3 separate regions of the Ovis aries genome follow, and all the other regions are linked to region 2. A link is a contact called in public Hi-C data. All regions are on one chromosome and are shown on one strand. Each heading gives the region's core, a stretch centred on a gene start, on an enhancer-like site or on the middle of the called end of the contact. The rest is flanking DNA. Distances are from core to core; before and after follow the strand shown. Region 1 holds the start of RBSN (rabenosyn, RAB effector). Region 2 holds the start of NR2C2 (nuclear receptor subfamily 2 group C member 2). Region 3 holds the start of MRPS25 (mitochondrial ribosomal protein S25).

Region 1 (2,995 bases), core at 11-2,510, 200 kb before region 2:
CAGGCAAGGATTCTGGAGTGGGTTGCCATTTCCTCCTCCGGGGGATCTTCCCAACCCAGGGATCGAACCCACATCTCCTGCATTGCCTGGCAGATTCTTTACTACTGAATCACCTGGGAAGCCCCAGAACTTTTATTATTTCTAATTAATTTATTAATAGAACTGCAGTTGTTGGTCTGGAGGAGGCATTAAAGACCCCTGGATGCCTCATATACCATGCATCTTGGCCAAGGCCTAAAGGGCTATAAGGTTCAGTTTTCCAATCTGTGCAATGGAGTGGAAAGCAAGGAATGGGGTTTAACTTCACCTCTCCCTGCCCCACCCCAGTGTCCGCCCATCCCGCGCCCCTGAACTTCCAGTAGTTCTGTAAGGATGTGACACTTGGTCAATAAAGAAGGCTGAGTGCCAAAAAATGGATGTTTTCCAATTGTGATTCTGGAGGAGACTCTTAAAAGTCCCTTGGACTGGAAGGAGATCAAACCAGTCAATCCTAATGGGAATCAACCCTGAATATTCATTGGAAGGACTGATGCTGAAGCTGAAGCTCCAATACTTTGGCCATCTGATGCGAAGAGCTGACTCACTGGAAAAGACCTTGCTGCTGGGAAAGATTGAAGGCGGGAGGAGAAGGGGATGACAGAGGATGACAGGGTTAGATGGCATCACCACTCGATGGACATGAGTTTGAGCAAACTCCGAGAGGGAAAGAGAGGACATGGAAGCCTGGCGTGCTGCAGTCCATGGGGTCACAAGGTGTCAGACACGACCTAGCCGTTGAACAACACCCCCAAGTTGCGGGGTTGGGAAAAACGTAAAATCAAGGGGCGTCAACCGGCCACTCGGAGAAGGCAATGGCACCCCACTCCAGTACTCTTGCCTGGAAATCCCATGGACGGAGGAGCCTAGTAGGCTGCAGTCCATGGGGTCGCGAAGAGTCGGACACAACTGAGCGACTTCACTTTTACTTTTCACTTTCATGCATTGGAGAAGGAAATGGCAACCCACTCCAGTGTTCTTGCCTGGAGAATCCCAGGGACGGGGGAGCCTGGTGGGCTACCGCCTATGGGGTCGCACAGAGCTGGACACGACTAAAGGCAAGAAACAAACAAAACAAACCCCGCCACTCGTTCCGGCGCCTGCGCAGAAGCCGCCGCTGCGCTGATCCTGGGGAATTTTTTTCCGGCCTCTCGATGACTCGGCGCTCCCGAGTGTTTTCTCCCCCGGTTTTTTGGTTTCGCGGCGGCCGCAGGCGTGCCTGCCGAGCGCCGAGCTGTTGATGGAGATGGCGGCCGCGCCCGAGTGAAGGCTCGCGGAGGCCCGGAGCCCGCGTCTGAGGACTGGACAGGCCTGCGCGCCCGGGGGAGGCCCGAGCAGGGTACGGAGAGGGCCAGGCGACTCTCCGGGTTGGGGCGCCACCCCGCTTCGGCCAGCAGACAGGCGGCTGGTGGCGGTGGCGCGGTGGCCCTGTGTGGCGGTGGGTGTGACTTGCGTGGTGGGCGCCGGGCCTCTCCTGCCGCGCGTCCCGCCCGCGGGTCCGCGGTGCTTTCACTCCGGCCGTGGCTGCGCGGGGACGCGTTAGCGGCGTTGGGTTCTGCGGCCGGGGGCTGTGTGGTCCCAGGCTGCGGAGAGCGGCCGGCGGCGCTCGCGCTGGACGAGGAGTTGCAGGAACCGTGGGCCTTATTTGGATTTCGGACAGGATTTCGGGGATGAGCGGCTCGCTTGTGTTGTGGACGTGGGGCCCAGCTAGGTGGTCTGTGATGGGTGTTTGGTTACGTGATCTTAGAGTTCGCTGTTTCATTCATTCCCTCCCGGGGCGTTATTGGGATCGTCGGAGGTTCGTGCCGGGCACTGACCCTGCGGGCGTGGTGGTCGGAACGTGGACGTGGCCTCTGCCCTCACACAGCTCACAGGCTGTGGGTTTTCGTCGCTTTGTGTACCTGTGATTACAAATTGCGGTCAGTGCTGTGAGGAGAGGTGCCCCGGGACAGAACACCTTGAGCAGTGCGTTTCTGCGGCCGTGAAGGTGCCTTGAGGTTTCGGGAGTTTGTGCTGGATTTGCGGCTGGTCGGGTGAGTGGGAAGAGAGGAGGCTCGGATGAACCTCTGGCTAGGAGCTGCTTGTCTTTTCAGCGGCTGTCTCTGAAAGGGGCTGAGATGTGATTGTACGCAATCGTCGGGCTTTTTCACTGGAGGAAGAAAACAGGAACCGCGTGTTTCATTTGTTTATTTCCTGGGTCACCGACCCCCTTTCGCTTTGATGACTGGGCAGTCCCTCCTCAGTGGCCCTGTAAGCGGGTCCATCGGCAGCTCAAAGCTGAGGCTTGTACATTCCTGCTCACTCTCCACCCTCGTCTGTGGCCTCAGGTTCTTGAGAAATTTCTCTGCTTTGGTGGAATGGTTTTGCCTCCGTTTTCCCTGTGGCTGGGAATCTTTCCAAGTTGACATTGAAAGTGACTTTGTCTAGGCTGGATAAAACTGAAAATGTAACTTATTAAACTCTGAATTGTTTAAGCACCGATTCTTTTATTTTTGAGGCAGGGAGAACGTTAGGTTTGCTGGTTTATAAAGTCTAGTAAGTTTATTGGAGAATAAGTACCATACAAACATAAGACACTAAATATATTTTTCTTTTTTTGGTAAGTATTTGTGTTATTTTCAGTTTGAGGCTATCGAAGTAGATTTTTCCTTCTGATCAGTCAAGTTTCTAATGCTGCTCCCTAGACTGAAGTTGGAATTTTTGTTTGGTTTCTAGGATAGATGCTATCCCTTTTACATCAGTGCATTTCTGAGACAGATGCAGAAACTCCATATATGTAGTTGAATAAATGGTCAAGGGAAAGAGAGTCAAGTAAAAACTTCTGCTTGTTGAGAGCTACTTCAGACATGGCATGCACTTTATGAAGCTGGAAACGTTACAGTATTTTCCTCTCTTATGTTCAGGAGTCTGTGCTTCCCCCTTCATTGAGTTGCTGTTTTTGTGTGATGGTCTCATCTTA
Region 2 (3,462 bases), core at 84-2,583:
CGATGAAATTGAGCCTCAGGAAGGGGATTCGCCCGCAGCCGCGCCGACAACACTGGCAGGAGCCCTAAGAGGTATCGATTCCACAACGCCCTATCCCACGAGCCGACGGCCCTGGGTTCAGGATGCTTCATCACCTTTATTACTATTGTTCAGCAGCACTCACTCCGGACGCGCACCAGGCGGAGGGCGCGCCCCAGCCCTCGCCGCGTCCCCGCGCGTCCCACGCGCCCCCGGCCGCGCCCCGCCCCCAGGCCCCGCCCCCAAGCCCCCACGCCGCGCCCGGGTCTCTGCTCCCGCCCCGCCAAGGGCGCCCGCGCCGCGCGGGGACCACCCCCTGCCAGCAAAGCCCAATCAGCAGAGGCCCAGGGGGCGGGGCCGCGAGGCCCCGGCCCTCCTATCTGGGCGCCAATTGACCCCCTCAGCTGTCACTCATAAGGTCGCACCCGCACACCCGCCTTCCTCCCTTTCCTCCAACCCTCCCCTTCAGGGGAAAAAAAAAAAACCGAAACGGCGGTTGGGCCACGGCGGTGGCCAACGGCGGGCGGGAAGCGGAGGGGAGAGGAGCCGGGGAGTGAGGGAAGGAGGGCTCTGGGAGGAGCAGGCGATGAAGGAGGAGGAGGGGAGCCCGGCCCAGCCGGAGCCGTCGCCGCCGAGGACAAAATGGCGACGCTGGCGGAGGGCCAACTGTGAGGCGGGGCCGCGGCGTCCCCCCTCCGCCCCCACCCTCGCGCCGGCCGGGCCGGTCAGGGGGAGCCCGCTCGCCTCGCCGGCCGCGGGCGGGGAGGGGAGGGGAGCGGCCCGGCCCACTATGCAAAGCGGCCGGCGCCACCGCCCCGTGGCAAAGGTAAAAGGGTCGGGTTCAGCCGCCGCCGCCGCGGCGCCTCCATGTCCGCGCGCCAGGCCCGCCCCCTCCGCCGCCGGCCCGAGCCCGCCCCGGCCCTTTTTTTTTTTTCTCCCCTTCAATTTTTACCTCAGGATTTGGCGCCAAAGCGGCCTCGAAGCAGGTCCCGTGTCTGCGGCGGGTCGGCCCCCGGCGCGGAGGGCAGGGCGCGGGGGGGAGGCCGGCTTCCCGGCGTCGGCGTTTGGCGGGAGCCCCCGGGCCGCTTAGGCTCGCGGGGCAGCTGGCGAGAGACGGGACGCCGAGGTGGGAGCTGGACGGCGGGGGCGGGCCCGGAGGCGCCGCCGGGGTCGCGGGGAAGGAGGGGTTTGTTATTGTTTTTGTCAGTGAAAGGTCAGAGTTCGTGACCCCGGTGCCGCCGCCGCCGCCGCCGCCCGCGCGCTGGGAGGAGGAGGGCGAATGTTCTTCTTCCTCTTCCCGGCGCCAGCCTCGTCGCGGCCGCGGGGGGCGGGCGAGCACGCGATTGGCTGAGGCGCGCGCGCGCGCCGGAACGCGCCGGCCGCGCCGCTCCGGCAGGCCCCTCCGCGGCCGCGGCCCGGGCGGCGGCTCCGGTGTCCGCCGGGGTCTCTGTCCGGGCTCGGCCGCGCCGCCATACGGCCACCGCGGAGCTTAAACGCCGAGGTCGTCGGGGCGTGGGGTTGGCTGGGCGTTGTCAAAGGCCGGGAACGCCGGCCTCCCCGTTATTCGGAGTGGCCCGCCCGCGAGCTCCTCGAGGCCGGATGGGGACCGTGTTCTCGCCGTAACGTCCCCCACCCGGGCCTCCGCCGAGCCCAGCCGAAGCCTCTGTGCTTGTGGACTGAAGAAGTGATGGCGGCGGAGCGCCCGGAGGGCGGAAGTGGGTGGTTTGTTGGGTGGGCGTTGACCGGTTCGTGCCCTCGGTCCGGATGATCCGAGGATGCACCAGCTTCTGGGAGTATCAGGTAACGTGTTGAAGCCCTCCCAAGCCTGTCACTGTCTTTTCTGGAATATATGCCCCAAGTCTTACGTCCAGAGTCTCCTCGCGATTTGAAACTGAACAACAGTGCTTCCGTTCAGTTCAGTCGCTCACTCGTGTCCGACTCTTGGGGACCCCATGGACTGCAGCACGCCAGGCCTCCGTGTCCATCACCAACTCCCGGAGCTTGCTCAAACTCATGTCCATCGAGTCGGTGATGCCATCCAACCGTCTCATCCTCTGCCGTCCCTTGTCCTGCCTTCAGTCTTTCCCAGCATCGGGGTCTTTCCCAGTGAGTCAGTTCTCATCAGGTGGCCAAAGGATTGGAGCTTCAGCTTCAGCATCAATCAGTCCTACCAATGAAGTGCAACAATGCTAAAGTGTATACAAAGAAACTTCTTGTAGAGTTGGCTTACGTATACAAATACAGTTGCTCCTCTTGATCCTATGAATCTTGGGTTGTAGGTATTCCCTAGATATTTCTCTCATAGTGATGGTTTTACTTGCTTTGCATGGTGCAGACTGCCGTTTTATTTGGGATGCCCTGAGCTGCATAGGGCAGACCGCTTGATGACCGTGCCTTTTGATAGGCCTAAGATCCGCTGCTAATTGATTTTTTCTGAACTTTTCTTGTTTATTATTAATAAATTCTTACTCGAAGATGGATGATTTAACCTTTTTTTTAACCAGTAGCCATTTAGCTTTTATCAGTGTGACCTCAGCTTTGAGTATTTCGTCCATAATCTTGTAATATTTTTATTTGATAGGAAATGCTTTAACAGACCCATTTTCCTTGTTTTCACCTCTCAAGGAAGAGGAAGATGAGAACCAGAAATGTCAAATGATATGCCTAAGGGAACACAGTATCTTGATGATAAATCCTTGTAAACATGTACTGCTTTGTAATTGTGAGGATGACCCACAGAGATGTTATGGGGAGGGAGGTGGGAGGGGGGTTCATATTTGGGAACACATGTAAGAATTAAAGATTTTAAAATTAAAAAAAACTCAAAAAAACCACAAAACTTGTAACTGTGTACTTTCCTCCCCCCAAATTAGGTTTTCAATGTTGTATACCACTTCTAGCTATAGCTTTAAAATAAATACATTGAGGTTTTTTGTGGGGTTTTTTTTGGGGGGGGGGCAAACAGAACTGTACTAGATTTTGAAATGAATACTAAACAATAATGTTTCTCTGATGGCTTATGATTTTCTCCATTTAATACTCGCAGTTCTGTGAACAAGCCACTGTTATTTCATTTTACCTGAGGTGAAAGAACTGATGCCCAGAAAAGTGACCTCTCTGGTGCTACAGGTGCAGAAAGTAAAGCCAAATCTCCGATACAGTCCTTTTGAACTTTTCTGTTGTAAGCCATGCCACATCGGTTTGCTCTGTTTGTAGTAGTGGTCAGTAAATTGCCGGTTAAAACTTTGGTTAATGTTGATATTAACAGTAATAGCAGGACCTTCCTGGCGGTCCAGTGGTTAAGACTTGGCTTTCCAATGCAAGGAAGAGGAGGCCTGGTCCAGGAGCTAAGATCCCACATGCCTTGTGGGCAAAAAAACAGAAGCAATATTGTAACAAATTCAATAAAGACTTTTTAAAAAATGTAATAGCAAGCCTTCATAA
Region 3 (3,084 bases), core at 89-2,588, 180 kb before region 2:
ACCTTAGGCTACGTAAATTCCTTTCTTGATTGTAACCCACTATACCCTCACCCTATAGGAATGCAACTTTATTTGGAGGGTGGCACCTGGTTTAAGAAAAAAATCACCCCTGGAAAAAATAAGTTTTCTGGTTGACTGACTGTTATCAGAAAGGGCCATAAAATGTCAGCAGGCCTCATGGTCAGAAGATGATGTAAAACCCCTAAAACCTTTTGTATAATTTTATATGAAGCACCTGATTTTGACAAGGGCCAGGTCTGCTGACCCCACGTGAACTCTGTATTCATCCCTATGTATAACAAAAAGTATATAAGCAACCTGAAAATAAAGAAATCGGATCAGTTTCTGGAAAGACTGATTCCCCCGTGTCGTTCTTTCTTTCCCCTTCTGGCTGAATTCCCATCTGGAGCATGGATACTCGATTGGTATTCCACGTAAACCAAGTTATTCAGCCTCCTTTTCTCCACTAACATGTCCTACTACACTATCCTTTTCTAATCTCTCTTTATATCTGTAATTAAATAAGTTTTTTCCTAGGACGCCGATTCCGTCTCCCCTTCGAATTACCCTGGATCCACCCGGGCTGGACCCCGGCAAGAAACCAGAATAAAAAACTGTCTTTCCTATAGTGGAAAAAAGACAGCTGCCTGCTATTTAGAAACCATGCAAGAGAGTGGAGTGAAACATTTAAAGTGTTGAAAGTTGCCCCCCACTCCCAACCTGTATTTCTGTATCTGGCAAAACTGTCCTTCAAAAGTAAAGAACTGACATATTCGGATCAATAAGAGTACTTCAGAAAGAGTACTTCTCAGCCACCTTTTGCTTTTCAAGGAATAGAGATCCAGAGCTCTTAAGTGATGGAACCAGGAAGTGGATACATACTCAATTCCTTCCCCCCCCCACCCTTTTGCAAGTCAGTGTTTTGTTTTCTGTTTGTTTGTTTTTAAGTCAGTGTTAGACATGGCGCAGGTCTTACCCTTCACCGTAAAGCCGGAGTCGAGTGAGGAAAACTGAGACACACGAGGTTGAACAGAAAGTTATTGGGCGCCTTGGTATTCAAACTCAGCTTTGCCGAATTACTTCCTCCTATTAAGTTTGCTGTCCGAATGACCGAGTTTGAGTCTACATAAAATGTTTTCCCTGGGCGGAGGGGAGAAGGACCGAGTCGCAGAGCGTGAAAACCTCAACGTTCCACGAGGTCGGAGGCTGTAGCCAGAGCCGCTGTCTCCTCGCCCACGCCGCCGCCAACTGAGGAGAGCCCCGCCAGCCAGGACTACAAGTCCCAAGCTGCTCCGCGGCGCGCGTGCTGCCCGCCGGGAGCGACCCTCCGTCTCCCGTGAGTCTGCGCGGGAAGTGGAAGCCGGCGCCGAGGCGAGGCGGCCGGCGGGAAGCGGGGGAGCTGTTGCCCGTGCTCGCTGCTCCGCGCTGCTGGACTCGTGGCCGGCAGTCCGGTCCCCACTCGCCGCCGCCATGCCCATGAAGGGCCGCTTCCCGATCCGCCGCACCCTGCAGTACCTCAGCCAGGGGGACGTGGTGTTCAAGGACTCGGTGAAGGTTATGACGGTGAACTACAACACGCACGGGGAGCTGGGCGAAGGCGCCAGGTCAGTCCGAGCCGCCGGCTCCCACCAGTCGCCTGCGAGCCCGCTGGAGACCTGGCGCCACTGTCCCCGCCCCACTGCGCGGACCGGCAGCTGCCCCAGGTCCCGCAGCAGAAGGGGACCCTGGGCCGGGCTGGGAGAGGGGCGGAGTGGATGGAGCCCAGCCGGGGCCACCGAGCCGCTGGCGTCCCGGCTCTCCTTGCACTCGCGGGCTCCGGGCGAGTTGTTTTTCCTCAGTGTCCCGACTGGGGGGACACCTGTGTCCCAGGGCTGAGGTGGCGGTGCGCTGGGAGAGGTTACCGCCGCTGGCCTTGGTGGAGCCGGCGTGCAGCGCGGTGTCTGAACGCTCCGCGTGCGGTTCACCGCAGTGTTCCTCTCGGCTCAGGGATGAGGGAGCGCGAGACGGTAAGGGACCGGCTCGGCCAGGCACACCCTCCTGAAGGCTGGTGAGGGGCAGCTCCGAAAGTGCTTCCTTCTCCAAGGACTCATCACCGTTGGTTTTTTTGGGGGCTGTGCTGTCTTCAGTTGCCGCGGGCGGCGGGGGGCGGGGGAGGAGCTTTCTTGTGTTACCCGAGCAGGGGCTACTCTTTGCGCTGGCTTCTCTGGTTGGGGACCACCGGCTGTGCGCGCCCGGGCTTAGACGCGCTGCAGCGTGTGGGATCTTTGTTCCCGACCAGGGATGGCGCCCGCGCCCCTTGCTCCACCACTGGACCACCAGGAACGTCCGGACTCATCACCCTTTAAATGAAGGGACTGTCCGTGTCAGCTCTGCAGCCTCCCGTTACCCACTTCGCCCCTGCACCCCCAGCTCCTTGATGCTCTTCAGCCCGCAGCAGAGTCGGGATTCATTGGAAGGAAAGCTTGCAAATGAAAGGTTTGAACTGGACCTTGAGGCAGCGACAGTGCCCTGGGCTTCTCAGGTGTTAGATATAAATTTACCGAGTGCCTGTTCATGCCGCCCCGCGATGTGCTGGAAATGTAATTCCTGTTTTTTCAGAAACTTTGGGCCTGGGTGTGTGGGATGGAATAGAGTGTGACTGGAGAGCAGCTCCCTGTCGAGGGTGGTCCCCCCCCACCCACTCCGGGAGGTTCTTCAGTGCAGGGCTGTTCAGGAGAGCCAGAAGCTACCCCCTAGCTGCGTTTGCCCCCTAGGAACTTGGACCTGCTTGTGTGGGGTCAGCTGGTATGAGGACTTCCTGGAAGACTCGGTCATAGGGCTGAATGGGCTCCAGGTCTCCTGCATAACTGACTTTGAATCCTTCCATCCACACCAGGAGTCCCAGGGCAGAGGCCAGACAGGTACAGTGAAGGCGGGACACAGTGTGGATGGACCTGTACTAAAATGAAATACTGCCCTGTCCCAGGGGGTCACTGACTGCTTGAACACATGTTGGCTAGGTGGGCTCCATGGAGAATCCCTGACTTGTCAACAAGCCTGAAATTCAGCTTTCTGTGTAAGTCTCTGGTGTTTTAAATGGTCAGC

What was found. A called contact is a pair of places that touch in the nucleus more often than the background predicts.
Region 1: a Hi-C map of hypothalamus shows a contact between it and region 2, with 2.4 times the contacts expected there. The contact joins the promoter of RBSN here to the promoter of NR2C2 in region 2. A contact is called at or near these places in 2 of 16 Hi-C or Micro-C datasets (hypothalamus and skin fibroblasts).
Region 3: a contact with region 2 is called in a Hi-C map of liver, with 2.7 times the contacts expected there. The contact joins the promoter of MRPS25 here to the promoter of NR2C2 in region 2. A contact is called at or near these places in 2 of 16 Hi-C or Micro-C datasets (liver and skin fibroblasts).

The regions. Positions count from the first base shown.
Region 1 is chr19:57,101,345-57,104,339 of ARS-UI_Ramb_v3.0, forward strand. It overlaps RBSN (rabenosyn, RAB effector), which reads left to right and starts at 1,261. Exons shown (of 12, transcript XM_027957805.2): 1 at 1,261-1,375. It also overlaps the pseudogene LOC114109355.
Region 2 is chr19:57,305,453-57,308,914 of ARS-UI_Ramb_v3.0, forward strand. NR2C2 (nuclear receptor subfamily 2 group C member 2) reads right to left here and starts at 1,334. Exons shown (of 14, transcript XM_027957808.2): 1 at 971-1,334. LOC132658194 (a long non-coding RNA gene) reads left to right here and starts at 1,386. Exons shown (of 2, transcript XR_009597473.1): 1 at 1,386-1,818; 2 at 1,934-3,462.
Region 3 is chr19:57,129,786-57,132,869 of ARS-UI_Ramb_v3.0, forward strand. MRPS25 (mitochondrial ribosomal protein S25) reads left to right here and starts at 1,339. Exons shown (of 4, transcript XM_015102172.3): 1 at 1,339-1,604. The coding sequence starts at 1,471.